Linked DNA regions of Xenopus laevis: region 1 is linked to region 2. A link is a contact called in public Hi-C data. All regions are on one chromosome and are shown on one strand. Each heading gives the region's core, a stretch centred on a gene start, on an enhancer-like site or on the middle of the called end of the contact. The rest is flanking DNA. Distances are from core to core; before and after follow the strand shown. Region 1 overlaps tacc2.L. Region 2 holds the start of cuzd1.2.L (deleted in malignant brain tumors 1 protein-like).

Evidence for each region. Hi-C and Micro-C count contacts between places; a contact is called where the count stands out from the background.
Region 1: a Hi-C map of the XL177 cell line shows a contact between it and region 2, with 4 times the contacts expected there. The contact joins the enhancer-like site here to the promoter of cuzd1.2.L in region 2. A contact is called at or near these places in 2 of 4 Hi-C or Micro-C datasets (the XL177 cell line and the XTC cell line).

Annotation. Positions count from the first base shown.
Region 1 is chr7L:13,602,667-13,605,550 of Xenopus_laevis_v10.1, forward strand. It overlaps tacc2.L, which reads right to left. Exons shown (of 23, transcript XM_041570253.1): 16 at 1,192-1,410. Among protein-coding and RNA genes, the nearest start is that of plekha1.L, 38 kb to the left of the region's middle. Within about 2 kb of position 1,490, at least 1 of the 7 cell types and tissues checked has an H3K27ac peak or open chromatin away from gene starts, as enhancers often do.
Region 2 is chr7L:13,462,497-13,465,607 of Xenopus_laevis_v10.1, forward strand. cuzd1.2.L (deleted in malignant brain tumors 1 protein-like) reads right to left here and starts at 1,513. Exons shown (of 26, transcript XM_041570038.1): 1 at 1,351-1,513. The coding sequence starts at 1,417.

The DNA.
Region 1 (2,884 bases), core at 240-2,739, 140 kb after region 2:
TACTTTAATTAAAAAATGCGTACTGATTTTATAAGAAACCTGACTGTATGTAGTGAAATTCCCCCTTCGGTTTACTGTGGATTGGAAACTTCAGACGGTCCCTAACTGCTCTGCAAGGGAAATGATCATACTTTGAAACAGCAGGGGGAAGCCCCCCCCACCTTAATTCCAAGAACTCAAGCAGCTTTGTTTGTTTCCATATAAAGCAGCCGGCGACTGTGTAGAGATTTGTATCCGCAGACCCAGTGCAGTCTGTATATTCTAATTATTAATCAGTCTTGTTATATCGGCTTCTATGGCAGATATTATTAGGCTGTTTTGATAATTTATGATGATCCCTAAGCTTAAAGGGGATGTAAAGGCAAAAAAATAAAATCCCATTAATACTTTCTATAATGAAAAAGATATCTATCTCCAATTTACATTAATTAAAAAATGTGCACCGTTTATATAAGAAACCTGACTGTATGCAGTGAAATTCCCCGTTCGTTTTACTTGCTCTGACAGCTGCAGTTAGGAAACTTCAGACGGTCCCTAACTGCTGTGCAGGGAAACGACCATACTTACAAACAACACCCACCTTACTTCCCAGAACTCGAGCAGCTTTGTTTGTTTCCCTGTAACAACTGTGTAGATTTGTATCCACAGACCCAGTGCAGTCTGTATATTCTAATTATTAATTATAAGTATCGGCTTCTGGCAGATATTATTTAACTTGTGCTGTTTTGATAATTTACGACGACCCCTAAGCTTAACCTCCCAACTGAAGCCCAGACCACACTGAGCATGTGCTTAGTCTTGGTATTGCAAAGATGTTTAACAAAGTTACAAGATGACAGCCCCCTCCGCCAACTTTAAAAGCATAAATCATTTGTTTAATTGGGCTTCTGGTACAGTAAGTTCATGTTTATAATTAGCAAACAAAATACAGCATTCCTAACATTATTCTATTTTAGACTTTAGTTGCCCTTTAACCTCCCAACTGAAGCCCAGACCACACTAAGCAAGTGCACAGTCTTGGTCTTGCAAAGATGTTTACAAGATGGTGACCCCCTGACGCCAACTTTGAAAGCATAAATCATTTGTTTAATTAGTAAAGCATAAAAAACAATTTGTTTAATTAGTAAAGCATAAAAAATGCAGCTTTTGTAGCATTATTCCATTTTACACTTTAGTTTCCCTTTAAGTTACCTCTTCCCTGGCAATCTGGAGAGCAGTGTCGACGTCGGACTGCTGGTAAGGATGCAAGAGGGCACTGCTCCCAGTCTCCATGGCCACAGTGTGGGAGTAGAGAGAGTTGTGAGAAAGGCCGACATCCGTAGGGTCAATTCCCTCACACTGCAAGCGAGATGAGAGTGAGACACCGTTACTATCCCGACAAACCAGCTCTGAAGGTTCCCAAAGCAGGAGCTACAGTATAAGGAGGAGAAGTGCAGACGTCAGGCAGGTAAAAACAGGTTCCGTCCAGTTAGAGGGCACAGCACACACACACCATGCTGGGAGGCCTCACCTATTTAATAGGCTGTATCATGGCAAGATCACATGCTTCAACTCCATAGCAAGTAGAGCTCTGTAATTTAAAGGTCATACTGACCTCTTGGCAATAAATCAGACTTATCAGATGCAACCCTATTCTGTGTGTACACGTGTTACTGCCTGAAGCACTAGTATTCTTATGGGCCATTGCATGGGTGATTGTCATGTGGATCTTGGCAGCAAAAACACATAAAAAACACATTGTTCAAGGGGGATTGGTCTGTGCAACTGTAGTCATATGCTGCCCATTGGCACTGAATGGGCATTTTAAACATGGCTTAAAACAATGCCGTACCTGTGCCATAGACCTTCAGTTTGCCCCATCTGCATTACACCAGCATTAAAGAACAGAAGAAACAGCAAATACAATTTTAAGGGGTGGTTCACCTTTAAGATAGCTTTTAGTATGTTATAGAATTGCCAATTCTGAGCAACTTTTCAATTGGTCTTCATTATTTTATTTTTTATAGTTTTTGAGTTATTTTTCTTCTTCTTCTGACTCGTTCCAGCTTTCAAATGGGGGTCAGTGACCCCATCTAAAATACAAATGCTCTGTAAAGCTGGCCATAGGCGCAAAGATCTGATCGTAGCGAATTGAGGATTCGTACGATTTTCGGACCGTGTGTGGAGAGTCCCGACATTTGCGGAGATCGGTCGTTTGGTCGATCAGACAGGTTAAAAGATTTCTGTCGGCTGCTGATAATATCTCTGCGTGTATTGCCGATCGTAGGATTTTCAGAGGGAGACTGTCACTAGTTTTGGTCGGACATAACTTTCATACTGAAATTGCAAACTGGAGAGCTGCTGAATAAAAAGCTAAATAACTCAAAAACCTAGAGAACCAGCACCATCTTCACCCAGATGCTGCAACATTGTCTAAGTGCCTGCCTTTCTTTCATGTTTCATTTAAAGGAGAAGGAAAGGTTAAAACTAAGTAAGCTTTATCAGAAAGGTCTATATAAATATACCAATAAACCCTCAAAGTAATGCTCCTCTGTCAAAAGAAACACAGCATTTCTTTCCTTCTATTGTGTACACATGGGCTTCTGTATCAGACTTCCTGTTTTCAGTTTAAACCTCCAGGGCTAGGGCTTGAGCATGCTCAGTTTGCTCCTCTCCCCCTCCCTGATGTAATCTGAACTCAGAGCTGTGAGTGAGACTCAGACAGGAAGTGATGTCACACCAAGCTAATATGGCAGCTGCTATCCTAAACAAACCGAGGCAGCATTTAGAGCTGTTTACTCTGGTTCGATAAAGCATTCTGCAGAATAAATTTAGAGTTCTAGCTTGCATTAATGTGGCTAATCTATTGGCAATAAACTGCCTCAGTAGCTTTCCTTCTTCTTTA
Region 2 (3,111 bases), core at 263-2,762:
TCTGGATAACAGGTCCCATACCTGTCCTATATTGCTTTGCAGTACCAGCATGGACCCCTAGAGGGAGGTTGGTATTTATCTCATCCATGGGAACTGTCCAGCAACAATCCTTCTGAAAGCTGAGGATTTAATGATATTGTAGAATGAGCCACGTGTACATTAATAAAAGGTCACTGTTTTGGGCTCCGTGAAGCTGTTACATTGTTTTTTCTTTATGAGTTCTAGTGTATTAGTTGCCCTGTTATATACAATCACTCAGTGGAGACAAACTGAATGGCAAGGGCAACAGAAAAAGAAGAGCCATGGAGAGGCGGAAAGAACTAGGATAAAAGGTCTTGAAAATAGGGGCATATTATCTAAAAGCAGAAGTGGAACTTACAGAGAGAAGAGAAAAAAGGAGGAGAGAAGAAGAGGACATGAGGAAGAAGAAAGCTAGCTGAAAAAGCAAGAGGATACAGTAGTTAATGGTAATGGGAGAAAAGGGAAAGTTATATGGGGGAAGCTCAATGGGAGAGGAGCAAGGTTGGGTGGGAGAAAGACGACTGAAGTGAAGAGTAAAAGAGGAGGAAGGGGAAGCTGGGATACGCCTGATTCTTTCATTTTATTTGAATTTTTGCATTCATATTTTTTCATCTGTTACTTCCCCATCTTGTATTGTAGGATTTAGACATTAAAGGGGAGCAGGAAAAAAAACTATATTTATTTAGCAATTATATTTATTTTCCCTTATATAGACAGCAGTGTCCGAGGGTACCACTAATTGTCTGTGCAGAACATTCCTTCTCTGCATTTCTTCATTTATGGTCAACAATGTCATAGCGACAACTATTCATGGCTGTGCTTTCTCCTTGGATGGGGCACACAGTATAGCTGCAGCCACACACTTAAACACATGAAGGCAGAAGACAACGATTACCTAAGGATAAGATACTGTTTGGACCCAATACTCTATACATAAAATTCAATTACATTCTAACTAAAAATAGAGTACTGTATATTAAAACTTATAAAGTGAATTCAAATTGTTAACAGTCGGAGCTGACTCATACGACCTGTCCAGTTTCATAGACGCTTCCAAATTAAATAAAGGCATCAAATTATAATAAATTCATTTAAGCAGATATAAACATAGCTGTTGTCATCACAATATTAATCTTGATGTAATAGAACTCCCTGGAGGACCTTTGTTGGAGAACCTTAAACAGTTCTTATAATGACAAGGGTTCCAGAACGTTTCTGATGTCTAGTCGTTTGGGTTCCACCAACCGCTGCACCAAGTAAATAGGTATATTTTATAATGTTGTGAGTAGTTACATTGCAGTTGAGATGTTCAATCAGTGGACTACTCACCTGTCTCTGAGAGAAGAGGATAAGTAAGTAGCAGAACACAGAGGGTTTGGATCCAGGTTGGCATCATGATGGTTCTTGAATATACTGTAAGTTGGAATTGGATCTCACTCTTTATAAAGGTCTCTCCCCTTGATAACCTTCATGGAATCGGGAAGCTGGCAACTTGCAGCCACTGAGCAATATCCTTTGCATGCAGTTGTTTTATTAAGTGCCATGACAAAGAAAACAAACATACCGGGCACTTAGCTGCTGCCAGATAGATCAGATGTCTATGGGGGCTGACCTTTTCATTATAAATTGCTTGCTGAAGACAAACATTTTAAATGTGGAAACACATTTTTTTGTAATGAACCTTTCAACCCAAATTGGTATTCATTGTTGTATGTTAGTTTTTGGGAATCAGAAACTCATTGGATAGTTAAAGAGAAGACCATTCCAACCAAGGGCCCTTGTTCTGATTTTATGGACCCTTCACTGATTCCCAGGACGTGGGTGTGACACGTTGATAATGTCACCATCCACCTGGTTTATATTGGATCTCATCTCGCTCTAGCAAACTATAGTTTGCTTGGGGCCCTTGCTTATTACTCTAAAGCAGGTGTCCCCAACCTTTTTTACCTGTGAGCCACATTTAAATGTCAAAAAAGTTGGAGAGCAACATAATAATGCAAAGAAGTTCAGACAGGTGCAAAATATGAGATGTGATTGACAATTGGTAGCCCCTATGTGGACTGGCAGCCTACAGGAGGCTCTGTTTGGTAGTACATCTGGTTTTTGTGGAACTAAAACTTGCCTCCAAGTCTGGAAGTCAAAAATAAGCAGCTGCTTTGAGGCCACTGGGAGCAACATCCAAGGGGTCAGAGGGTAGTATGTTACTCACAAGCCACTGGTTAGGGGATCACTGCTCTAAAGTATGGAGGCATTGACAAATGGGACAAAAGGGGATGTGCTGTACTCACATTGTTGGATGGCGTTAGGGTGACATTTCACGTAGGAAATGAGAAACAATAAGATAAACGTATTTATTATGTGAGGGCTTGAGGGGATTGGGCCATGGTGTTACATCATTTTGCCCAATGCCCTGGTGTGTAGAAGCATCTATATAACATTTCTTCCTTGTTGGATCCATAAGTGGACACAAAGCAGAAGCAGATAATGGTCTCCAACTCATTTCCTAACTGTGTATATTTTAGATTTATCTGGAGGTAAAGAGGTGGTATCTTTTCCAAGACGTGGTGTTGAGTTTTGTCAGGGTTCCAAAAAAAAACAAAAAAACTATGGGTTTTTGAGGAGGAAGGAGATCTAAACCAAGACCATCAAAACCATAGGGTCATCATTTATCAGTTTAAGGCACCTAAAGAATAACTGCTAATAAGGCAGGCACTGGCAGTTTCATGAAAACATCTCTAAAACCTTAGTGCCTCTGCTTCTTATTTTTAATAAGCATGGTACTAAAAATGTACCACCTGTGTTTTATTAGCAGTGCCTCGTAGACTTCTTAAGGTCAATATCTGACCAAAAGGATCCAATAGCTGGCCATACACAAGTCTATATTGCCTACTAACTCAACTACTAATTACAGTTTCTACAGGTTATTTGCCAAGACTTCTACCTCCCCACTAATAAATGGTGGGGATCATGCCTATATGTATAGTTTGAAAGTTCTTACGTAAGCACTGTATCATCTGGGGGTCCTAATGGGAATCGGTCAAATCGGACTTACCATCTGGATGGCCTGATAAAATAAAAATCTTCTCATTC